Linked DNA regions of Mus musculus: region 1 is linked to region 2. The links are chromatin contacts, called in public Hi-C maps. All regions are on one chromosome and are shown on one strand. The core of a region is the stretch at or near the end of the contact, and the rest is flanking DNA. Distances in the headings are between cores, read along the strand shown. Region 1 overlaps Gm40281 (a long non-coding RNA gene). Region 2 has its middle 23 kb from the start of Gm31601.

What was found. A called contact is a pair of places that touch in the nucleus more often than the background predicts.
Region 1: a Hi-C map of cerebral cortex shows a contact between it and region 2, with 2.1 times the contacts expected there. The contact joins two enhancer-like sites. A contact is called at or near these places in 1 of 15 datasets of contacts at CTCF or cohesin (CD8 T cells) and 4 of 484 Hi-C or Micro-C datasets (cerebellar granule neurons, cerebral cortex, trophoblast stem cells and 1 more).

Annotation. Positions count from the first base shown.
Region 1 is chr5:35,244,162-35,246,882 of GRCm38.p6, forward strand. All of the region lies in intron 2 of Gm40281 (a long non-coding RNA gene), which reads left to right. Among named protein-coding and RNA genes, the nearest start is that of Gm40281, 16 kb to the left of the region's middle. Within about 2 kb of position 1,375, at least 20 of the 459 cell types and tissues checked have an H3K27ac peak or open chromatin away from gene starts, as enhancers often do. A contact at or near this core is called in cerebral cortex, where this site is marked.
Region 2 is chr5:35,136,808-35,139,575 of GRCm38.p6, forward strand. No RefSeq gene overlaps it. Among named protein-coding and RNA genes, the nearest start is that of Gm31601, 23 kb to the right of the region's middle. Within about 2 kb of position 1,479, at least 44 of the 459 cell types and tissues checked have an H3K27ac peak or open chromatin away from gene starts, as enhancers often do. A contact at or near this core is called in cerebral cortex, where this site is marked.

The DNA.
Region 1 (2,721 bases), core at 125-2,624, 110 kb after region 2:
CTCATGCTTGGGGGAGTGTAAGTGAGTTTGTCGATGTCCCTCTGAGGCCAGCCTAGAGTGAAGGATAGCCATTCATCAGCAACAGGGATAGGTCTCACTGCCTGTAGGGACAGGAATGGGGATGGATAAGTTATGGAGGGTCAGACAAAGGGTCTGCTAAAGCCCCTGGGGGTTCTGAGAAGAAAGCATTCTGGCCGTCAGATCAGATGGAAGTTGGGTGTTGCCCACCAGGGGGCAGAGGTGATGCTGAGAAAACAAACCAGAGAGGAAGCTACAGTAAAGAGGCAGGAGATTACCTTCCAGGTGGAGGAAGGAAGATAAACACAGGGCTAGAGGTGGAGTCTGGGCAGGGAAGCAGGGAGGAATTCAGTCAAGTGGAGAATGGATGGAAGACTAGTAGGGAGTTGGGTGAGGGCTGGGCAGGAAAGATGTCTGTGGAACTGAGTGGAAGTGCATGGTTAGTCAGGTAGAGGATGGGCCTGGTTTAGGCTGAGTGGTCGCTTCAGCTTCACACCACATCTCCCACCTCTCAGGTGCAGTAGACCACCCCAGCAGGTCAGGTGGCTTATGGGGGGTGGGGCGCCTCAAGAGCTTCTAAGCTCTCTAGAGGAAGCTGAGTGTTTGAGCTCAGAGTCCCTATTCTGTCATTTTCACCATCACCCACCCTGCAGGGCCGGCATCACGGCAGTGCACATCAGGGGGGAAAAGGTGTTGTTGCTTAGAAGTGGTCTGAGGCTCTGCCACCTCCTTCATAAAGCTTCACTGTGTTCTCCAAACACCCCCCTGTGTAGTGTACACCCTCACAGGCTTTCTGACACGGGGCTCAGGGATGCTCACAGACCCCATTGCTGCCTTTAGAGTATGGACTCTGGCAGATACCTTAGGAGACGTGTGTGTGTGTGTGTGTGTGTGTGTGTGTGTGTGTGTGAGAGAGAGAGAGAGAGAGAGAGAGAGAAAGAGAGAGCGAGAGAAAGGGAGGGTTATAGGAATGCTTGGTGGCAAGCCCTTGGGGACCTGCACCTCAGCCTTCTGTTCCACCTCAGAGGCAATGTGGCCTGGAGAATGGACAGGAGATGGACCAGGGTACAGTTGCTCCTTCCAGCCAGTCTTGGCTGGGGAAGCTGCGGCCAACACTATGAAAATACTTTACTTTGCTGTTTGTTCTGTCCTCTCCTGGGATTCAGAAACCGCTGACTCTTTCTTCCATTGCTTTACTGGAGGTCTGCTGGGGTGGGGCGGGGGGGGGGGTATGGGGGAGGGAGCCGCTCATGCCTGCATAAGGAGAATGTGATGCACCCCTATCCCAGAAGCACCTGTGGGGAACAGACTCACCAGGTTCCAGGCACAAAAGGACTCACTGTTATCATGAAAAATAGGAGCCAGGATCTTAACACCCCCAAATGTCTTTAAAGAAGTAATTGCTTCACTGTAATTATCTTAGGAGGCTTAACTAACCACATGGGTGCTTTTGAAGAATACTTGAGGAGTTTAAAATTCCTCCCACGGCCCCCAAGGGTGGGGGCTCCCATGGGTGCCTGGGGCTGCATCCAGGATCTGAGCAGTGGACAGGGCGCACTGTGCCCTGGACCTGTGCCAGGAAGGCTTCTGCAAGAAGATGGCCCTGCCCAGGAGGCGGGTGGCCCTGTTGCCATGGATACCGCCTCCTTGACTGCCTGCAGGGGAGCCAGGCACCTGGTAAGGCTCTGCTGAGGTGCTGAGGAAGGGACCCGATGGGGGAGGAGGAGAGAGTGTTTTTTTTTTATTTCCTTCTTGATGAAGGGGGTATAGTCACCCCTTCAGGAACAGTGAAGAGGCACCAGGTGAAATGCACAGAACAAGAGCCATGCTGGGCTTCCGTCACTGTCTGCTGCTGGCACCCCTGTCACTGTCACCCACAGGCTGGGCACCACTCATGATTCACTGAAAGCTCTGGACTTCAGAAGAAATTCCCAGCCCCCTCAGAGGTATGAGCAGAGCGCCCACGTCAAGACACACACACAGCAGAAATAAACGTCCCAGGCCCCTGGGATGTCTTGCCCGACGCTGTGTGGGCAGGCACCCCAGAGATTCTAGGTAACAATTTATTTTTGAAGAATCAACCTGAAAACAATTAAATGCAATTTATGAAAACAGTGGGGAAAAGTGAGCGACAAGCCCAATTAGAAACGTTATTTTAAAAGTGTCAGCATCCCAGCATCTTCACACATGCTGGCATGCTGGAGTTTAGCTTCTGTTTAGCAGTTGTAGAAAGACAGTCACCCTGGACCAGGCTGAGGAGGGTCAGAGGGAGGAGATGTATAAGAGATGCTGCCCTGGGATGGATTCTTTTTAGGAAAGGAAACAGACACAGAGAACCAAAGGCATCTGCAAAAACCCACACATCCTCGCTCACTCAGAACAGCCCCTCGCCATGGCCACAGGCTACAGAGAGCTTGACAAGTGTCCCCCAGGGAAGGACAGGACACTTCAAATCCTCTTGATTCTGGCCATGCTAGTGGTGGCAGGAGACGTCCTTTGAGGTGACCCACTGAGGTGAGCCCCAGGGCTGGCTCTGCAAGTGGGATGGAGGTCTTTGGTAGGCTGAGTTCAGCCTCCACTGTCTCTCCAAACTCTTGCTTCATCCCAGAAGGAAACCCCACCCCGTGCCGAGTGTTTCAATGAGGAGGAAGACATTGGTACACACAGCAGAAGTGAAGGGGCCAAGAGAGAAAAAGAACAGAT
Region 2 (2,768 bases), core at 229-2,728:
AGGACAAATTTGTGGAGTTGGGTTGCCTTACCATCTGCTTTGTTTGTTTAGTTGTTTGTTTGTTTTGAGACAGGGTCTCTCACTGTGTATACCAGACTGGCCTGGGAACGCACAGTACAGTGGTCATCCCACCTCTGCCTTCTGAGCGCTGGGATTAAAGGCCTGTGCCATCCTACCTGGCTTGCCTTCCACTTTTGCACGGGTTCTGGGGGTGGAATTCAGATAGGCTAGCCCTGCAAGCACCTTTACCCATTGAAGCCACCTTACGATAACTTTAAAAATTATCTATTAGTGCACTCGAATGTGTGTGTGTGTGTGTGTGTGTGTGTGTGTGTGTGTGTATGTCTATGCTCGCATCTCTCTGTGTGTGTACATTGCTGGAGCTTTGCCACATCTGTACAGAGACATGTGCATATATACACATATATGCATACTTATGACTACACTTGCACATACACATGCCTCTATCTATTTCTTTACACATGCTCATGACACTAACAAAAATGCACATACACGTGCCTATGTCTCCTTGTATACACATACTCCTGATACTTACCTACCTATGTGTTAATACACACAAGTGCAGACACATCCATATACACAGCATAATCACACTTAATCAGCATGTTTACAGATGTACACATACATGCAACACATAGTGTGTATAAACACATGTACAGATCCATACCCATGTGCACATGGATGCACATGCCCTTACACGTGCATTGTTGTTGTCGTAGAGTATTCCATACACCCCTCCCCACCGCAGCAACGTGGAAGCATTCTTGGGGTTGGATGTCTTTGCCAGCACTTGATATTATCCTAGTTTGGGGGTTCTGCCAGCCAGTGGGCGTAAAGAGGCGTCTTGTTGTGGCTTTAATTTGCATTTCCCCAGTTCTGCATGTGGCCAGGCATCTGGGCTTCCTCCCTCGCCAGGAGTCCATCTGCTCGCGTGCCGTCAGTGCTTGCTGGTGGATGCTGGCGGTGGCAGTGGTGGTGGCGGTGGTGTGCCTGCCTGCAGCTGCCCTTTCAACTCTTCATTTGCAGGGTCCATGCTCCTGAATCTTAGGAAGTGATTTCAGAGTAGCAAGTTATTTTAGAGTAGCTGTGTGTGTGTGTGTGTGTGTGTGTGTGTGTGTGTGTGTGTGTCACATGTAACACAGTCTCCTGCTCTGTGCCTGCCAGTGAGGGTTGGCAGGCACATCCTACAGACTCAGAGGGCCTCATGTCATCATTTTGTGACTCTGTCAACTTCTGCCACAGATTAATAAGCGACTTGATGCTGGTTTTAGGTGACACATGCTCAGAGCTCCCAAGGTGCCCTTGGGCTCCACTTTTTTGTGTGGGGTTCAGCTTTATCAGGCCCTTGTGTTCCCTGGCTGTTTGCCAGGACCTGCCGGGGTGACTGGGACTTCATTCATGCTCAGACTGAAGTGACTGGGCTGGCTCAGAATACACAGTGTCCTTGAGTCTCTGGTCAGAGGCACGGAATGTTCCAGGTGGGGTGGAGTCAGCCTCTCCTAAGCCACACAGATCTCTTCATGGAAGTCAGAGCAGATGGAAGAGGAGCGGATGCTAGGTTCCATCAATAAGTACCCATCACGGGCTCGCAGCCTGCCGGGCAGGCGCTGTGGCGGCATGACTGGCTGCTCAGCAGTCCTCTTGCTTGCTTTTGGGCGTATGCCTATGTGCCAGATGGCTGAGCCTCCTGGAAATTTGTTCTATGGAAAATCGGGATTTTTCTTAATTATGAAAATTGTCATGCTGGTGGAACACGGTGGAGAAACATAGCAGCACCAATCTTCTCCTCGCCCCAGGTTCCGCTAGTGATAGGAAGCAGCCTTGCCCTCCCTGGAGTCTTGCAGAGCACGCCACCGTACATTTCAGGCACCGTAGCACTTGGTAACATAAGCCTTCAGTTCTCCTCTGTTAAAAGCAAGATCGTGCCCCACAGAACCCAGACCCATTTCCATACCCAAGCAGGCTAACAGGGAATTCTTTGAGCTCATATGATAGCCTTCCAGATTACGAGTGCCTGAAATTCATGCCCCCATGTGGTCAAGAGTTACACACTAGCCACTGGTGTACCTTTTTAGTGTCTTTTAGCTAAGAATAGCCCCATTTCTTCCAGACTGAAAGCTCCAGATTAAAATCTGTCCCTTTTCCTCTGTGATGCTTACTTACAATGTCTTTATTAGTATATATTGATTATTCACAACAATGGCCTTCATTATGATATTATCACGCATCTATGGATACATTTTGATGCCCGCCCCTCTTATCCCTTTTCCCAAGTAGACTGCCTTCTACTTTCATGTCAGTTCCCACCCCCACCCCAGTGAGTTTAATCAGTTACTTTTCAGGAACATGGCACTTTGCCAGTAGCTACTCTTCTATATAAAATGTCTCTCTTTCTCCCAGCAACCAATATTGGCCAACAGACCCTCATGGAGAATCCTGGGATCAACAGGGCCCATCTTGCACAGGTTTCATGCAGACAATCAAAAGGGTATCATGTCTCTCCTTGGGTAGCAATGGGGCCTCCTTGCTGCTGTCCTTGTCCCCATGCATACAGTGTGACCTCTGCTGTAAACATAGAGCCTGAAATTGAAACAAACCATGGATTGGTTTTACGGCATGATTCTGTCTTCTCCAGTACTTTCAGTTCCTAGTGTTTCCACTCAGCATCTCCTCTGTCTGGAGGACAGAAGCGTTTCCCATGGAGTGGGTCTTCAGATGATGACCACCCCCAGCTTTTGTTGGTTTAT